Regions from separate parts of the Triticum aestivum genome. Here region 2 is linked to region 1. A link is a contact called in public Hi-C data. All regions are on one chromosome and are shown on one strand. The core of a region is the stretch at or near the end of the contact, and the rest is flanking DNA. Distances in the headings are between cores, read along the strand shown.

Region 1 (2,772 bases), core at 89-2,588:
ATCGGCATCGGCGGCGGCGGCGCCGGAGCCGGAGCCGCCGCCTCCCGGCCACGATGCTCCACCGGCTGGCCCCCCTCCGGCACGCCGTACATTGGGTTGTTGTACCCGTACTCGTACCCCATGTAGGAAGGCACATTGGTGGCGAAGTTGCTGTAGCCGTATGGTTCTTGGTACACCGTGTTCGCCGCCGCCGAACTGGCCTTCATGTAGTAGGCATTGGGGATTGCGACATCTGGGATTGGGAACGAAGAAGGGTAGGCGTCGTAGGAGGCCTGCGCCCATGGCATCTCGGGCCTGCCGTCCCACGGCATTTGGGGCATGCCGCCCCACGGCATCTCGGGCCTGCCATCCCAGGGCATGGCGGGCCTGCCCTGCCATGGCATGGCCGGCCTGGCCGCTGCAGGCTCTGGGATGTGACGCTGCTGGGGCACTCCAGTCGGCGGCGGGATCTTGCCGCGGGCGCCGTGCCCGTGGCCGGGGTCATCGCAGGCGCAGTCGTCGGCGGAGTCGGGATCAGAGTCGGAGGCGTCGGAGTGGAAGTGGAGGTGGGAGTGGCCGGAGTCGGTGTGCGGGGTGGAGCTGGAGGCGCTGGGCTTCTTGGGCTCGTCGTGGTCGGAGGGGGGCAGCGTGAGCACGGGCGACCCGGGCGGCGAGGCGGCGTGGTGCTCGTGCGCGAACCGCGCGAGCGCGTCGGCCACCCGCGGGAGCGCGCGGAAGTAGGCGGCGTGCGCGGCCGCGAGCGCGGCCCGGCGGTCCCCCGCCGCGAGCATCAGGTCGCGGCGCTCCCGGCAGAGCGCGGCCACGGGGGACACGTCCGCCGCGTCCAGCCGCGAGCTCCGGCACCCCATCCTGCCCTACGCCCTCGCCCGCGACGGCATTGCCCGCCCCCGACGCCGCCAACTCCGTGCCCCGCCCGCCGGAAAGAAAGAGGAGCCACGAAACAAGCGCGGGGGAGGGAGCAAAGGTGGCGTGGGCGCGTGAGCTAGCTAGCTAGTGTACTGAACACCGAGCTGCGCGCGCGCGCGACGCGAGCGTGGCACGGCGGGCACGGGCACGTGGAGGAGCTGCGACGAGGAACGTTTATTATTGAGCATGAGCATGAGGATGAGCAGGCTACTGACACTGGCAGTGGCGACGGGTTAAAGCAGATGCAACGCACTGCTCATTCGGTACAGCAGGGTGAGCGAAAAGACGCTTGCTCTTCGCTCACATCACCGGAAAGATGTCTCGGGGCTGCCGGAGGCGAGGGCTCGGGGAGGGGCCATGGAATCGCGGAGGAGCAGTGCCGATCCGATCGCCCGTGTATGGGTCGCCGAGGGAGAGAGAGAGATGGAGACGGGCCGGCGATCTGTTACCGCTGCGGTAAGTAAATTGACAGAACGCGTTTCGTTTCACCGTGGAACGACAGAGAGGAGAGGGCACGGGGTGGGTAGTGGGTACGTAAGTTTCAGCGCAGCGGCAGTAACATCATTGCGTTGCGTCTCGCTCCCATTTCTGTGCGCGACGGTGACAGTAATATTTACTCGCTCTGCAGCCCCCGCAGTACACGCGTTAATTCTGTGCTCCGTGGCGAATCTGGCGTGATAATTACCCGATGCTCCTCCATCATGGCCATGTTTGCTCAAAAGATTTTACTAGCACGATTACATCCGGCGCCCGCTGCAGTACGGTGCGTTGGTCCTGTTTTAGATAAGAACCGCTTGCTCAATTAAGAGAAATAATACAGTAAGTTAAACCCTCGTCGTGCAGGGGCAAGGGCACGGCATTGATGGTCAAAGATTCCGCGCCACTGAACTGAACCCCTAAAAATTCTGAGCTCCCGCGCTTTGCCTCCCTCGCCCGCGCACGGCACGCGCGCACACATGACCACGCATCTCGATCCAACTACGAGAACTCCGACCCGCTAAATCGGATCACGTGGGTCGCTGGAGCGCATCGAGGACGCCACGGCCACACCCCTCCACCGGAGCCTATTCTCAGTAAATCCAACGGCTGGCACTGTTCTAGATTCTGCACCATTTACTGGAGACTAGAGCACGCACTCGTAACAACAAGTAGCCCGTAGACGGCCTCGTGGGAGGGCAGGCAGATGCTCTCCCTCTCTCTCGCCGTGCTTTCCCGTCTGGGCTAGTAGTAGCTTACCTAATCGATGGGGTGGCGATCTGAAAGGAGGCAGGGCAGAGGCAGGCACATGCATGGCACGCTAATCACTCATGGCGGAGAAGGAATCAACACATGGGGGACGGAGATAACGTTCAGTTTCCGGATCGTCGGTAGAGTCGGGATCGCCTGCGCAGTCGCATCTCATCATCACGCCGGGCCATTGCGGCTTCTGCAAGCTCCGTGCCTGTGCACAAGACTGGCTTAGCCGCTTGCATAATGCGATCCAGATCTGGGCCGGGCAGCAGGAACCGAACCACGGCGAGTTGGCGTCAGGCTGGTCGTGCTACTCCTACTGCTACAACAGTGCTAACCCGTAGAGTGATTTGGTTTGGTAGTAGCATAACGCTGCTGTTACGGCAGGGTCACGGGGTTTATGATAGATTAAGATTATTGAGGCCTACGAGAGGCATGCAGAACGGAGGTGGAGTGCGCTGCTAGTGCTAGTGCTTGGAGAGGAACGAGGGGTGGGGGCACGTGAGCCGGGTCGAAAGCGGGGACTTTTTGTCCGGCCGGCCATGGAAAACCAACCCCGGCTCGTCTTGATCGGAGCACGTTGCTCGGTTTAGTTAATCCGCCCGAAGACAAGAGGACCGTACGTACCGCTGCTCC
Region 2 (2,772 bases), core at 154-2,653, 79 kb after region 1:
GCCATAAATTTCCAAGATTCTATACAAGTTTTTTCTGATGTTCACATACACGCATACACTCATTCATAGGAATGCATGCACGCACACCATACCTTTATGAACACATCCGAGATACCGAGCTAACATTACATCTTAAGATTGACGAAGTCATCACGGGCGTCCACATAAACATTTCCTCCCACTGAATAAACATCATCGAAGAGCCTGAAATAAATCTAAAAAATTACAAGCACCAACATCAATTCTAGGACTTGAACTCTAACAAATGATTCCATCACATGAAACCTAACCATCTGAATTACACCCGGTTCGCTCGCTGTATCCGAGCTAGCTTCCGAGGGAAGGTGCTCCATTTCTATAGACTTCTTCCGCACGTCCACGTACAAGAGCTTAGAAAACCGTAACAAAGGCGATGCGCGAAATGAATTCTGATGGATGCGTTCGGATCGAACAGCCACGCACGAGCTGACATGGTAGGACGGGGCAGTGTGTGATTGTTTTTGCATGCGGATGTGGAGTATTTCGGCCCACACGCCACAGCTAACAGATGCACACACAGAATTATCACTTGTCATCATCCGGATGACGGCAGACACCGGCAAGTGAAAAGCGACCAGCGGCTCATCGGCTCATCGCGATGGTGAAATAATGGAAGAAGGCGGTATATTTGCTCCACGTAGCGCCAAAACTAGACAACGAGTTCAGATAAAATTCCCAAGTTTCTTTTCTCGACGGAAAATTTTTGAAGTTTTTTTAACACAGTACAGACGCAAACGCTCATATATATACGTGCATATACTCATCTTTATGAACGCACACACGCACACTCTGGGTTGCCGCTATCGAGCTTAGCACCGGATTGTTTTACTACCTAAGTAGTAACATTAAGCAAGCACGGAGGTGGGCTCTAAGTAAAAGTCATGGAAGAGCACTGCAGGTCCTCGCGAAAATGTGTGTGTGCAAGCTGAGAGGCTGCTCATGGCCACCTGCAGTCCATTCAAACGTGATCGGATCGTTACGGCTGCATTGCACTTGCACGGAGATAAGCCAGTTGTGGGACTTGAAAGCTCGGTGCAGCGCCGTGCCTTGTAGGCATGTACACGTCAAATTATATAGGATGGGCACGCCGCTGGCCACGGAGCCATGCGATGCGATCCGACGACAAAGACACGATGCAGCCTACTGGACTCGCGGACGCATACATATCTCCTCGGCCGGAGACACCGGAACCGATGATCAAGGTCGTGACGCACGCACGCACACGCGGAAGGGAGGAACGGAGGAGTACTCCGCCGGAACACGGAAGCGAAAACGACGGCGACGAAACTCGTGGCCTATTCCGTTGCGAACGATTCCTTCCGCGCCCCTCGGGCCGAGGAAGGAAGAAAGGAACCTCTTTTTGTCGACGTTAAAAAAAGCGCCGGCCCCTCCGTGCCGCCCCAGGCGGCCCTTTCGTGTCCGTCCCTCCGGCCAACGCGCACCCCCGCCCGCGCCCCGAGCGCGAGGAGGGAAGAAAAATCTCCCGCATCCGCCGGGCACCTCGCGTGTCGGCAAGCCACAGCCATCGGCGCCGCCTACTAAAGTCGGCCGGCCGGATATAGCCACCCTTTCCCTGCACGCGCGCGCCACGCCAGCTTCCTCAGCGTCCGCCCCCCTCCCCTCCCCTGGCTTCTTCCTCCTCGCCACCTCAAGGCCTCCTCCGTCTCGGCCCTGTGCAAGGTCGCCACAGGCGTCCCTGTTCAACCGCCCTACCCGCGTCCCGTCTCCGGCTCCGGGCCGGTCGAGGTCCTCGAGGTGAGTCGCAATCTTTCCTTCATCTTTTCTTGCAGATTGTCGGATTATTTTTTCCTCGGGATTGAGTGGTCCGGAGGATCATTCGTCCCTTGCTAGCACCACCGGGTCTGTTTGCATTTCTCAGCAGACCTCTTTGCCCGATTTATTCCTCAAGTTTCGGGCTTCGTCTCGATTGTACCCCGATTAATCGGCTTTTCCGATGTACTGTAAGCCTAGATTAGCGAGCTCGGCGGCTTTATTGCTTTGCTGATCAAAAGTCAGAGGAAATCGAGACCTTGATCCCTAGAAGCCTCCGCAATGTTTCCCTCGCCTTATTTTAAGGATGTGACTTGCTGTCTGATTGTGACTGGCAAGTCCCTCGCCCAATCCAAGCCGGAAAGGTGCCATGTTGGTAGAGTTCTATAAGTACGCACTTCTCCATCTGTGGATTCTTGATACATTCTTTCCAGCTTCTCCATCTCGTAGATTTCCCTGCCATGCGACGAAAACAGCATTGATCCACAGTATCCGTGGTCGCGCTGTACCTTTGTTCTGGATCCCCATTCAGGTCCTCATCTGTTATTTCTTTTCCAATTATTCATAGGTACATAATTAGCCTCACATTCTCAAATTTATTCTTGCCCATCTGACTGTTCGTTACCCCTAATTGGCTATTTCAGTTCGACAAGTATAAAGAACTTGGTGTGCTTAAACAATTTTTGTATAAATTATTTCTGTTTAACCCAGCTTGGTGCCGTCCTGCCTACCTGTGTTTAATCTTATGCTGTTATATGCATTTTCAATAAATCTGTATTGTTAGCAGTGTCCTTGCACGTTTTTCTTGATTGCTATGCCGTCTCTGAATGCAGCTGTTATCACCTATCTTAGTTTTCAGGAAGCAGAGGTCGAATAGTTTGCTATATTATGCCATTTTATCTTGGATTGCTTTTATTGATTGGATTGCCTGTAATTGTAATTGCAGGGGTACATTGATACTTG

What was found. A called contact is a pair of places that touch in the nucleus more often than the background predicts.
Region 2: a Hi-C map of leaf shows a contact between it and region 1, with 5 times the contacts expected there. The contact joins the promoter of LOC123056689 here to the promoter of LOC123056678 in region 1. A contact is called at or near these places in 2 of 5 Hi-C or Micro-C datasets (both in leaf) and 1 of 1 datasets of contacts at active chromatin or transcription factors (leaf).

What each region holds. Positions count from the first base shown.
Region 1 is chr1A:462,279,961-462,282,732 of IWGSC CS RefSeq v2.1, forward strand. It overlaps LOC123056678 (protein ROLLING AND ERECT LEAF 2), which reads right to left and starts at 1,339. Exons shown (of 5, transcript XM_044479990.1): 1 at 1-1,339. The coding sequence starts at 848.
Region 2 is chr1A:462,358,803-462,361,574 of IWGSC CS RefSeq v2.1, forward strand. It overlaps LOC123056689 (F-box protein SKP2A), which reads left to right and starts at 1,404. Exons shown (of 6, transcript XM_044479996.1): 1 at 1,404-1,794; 2 at 2,756-2,772.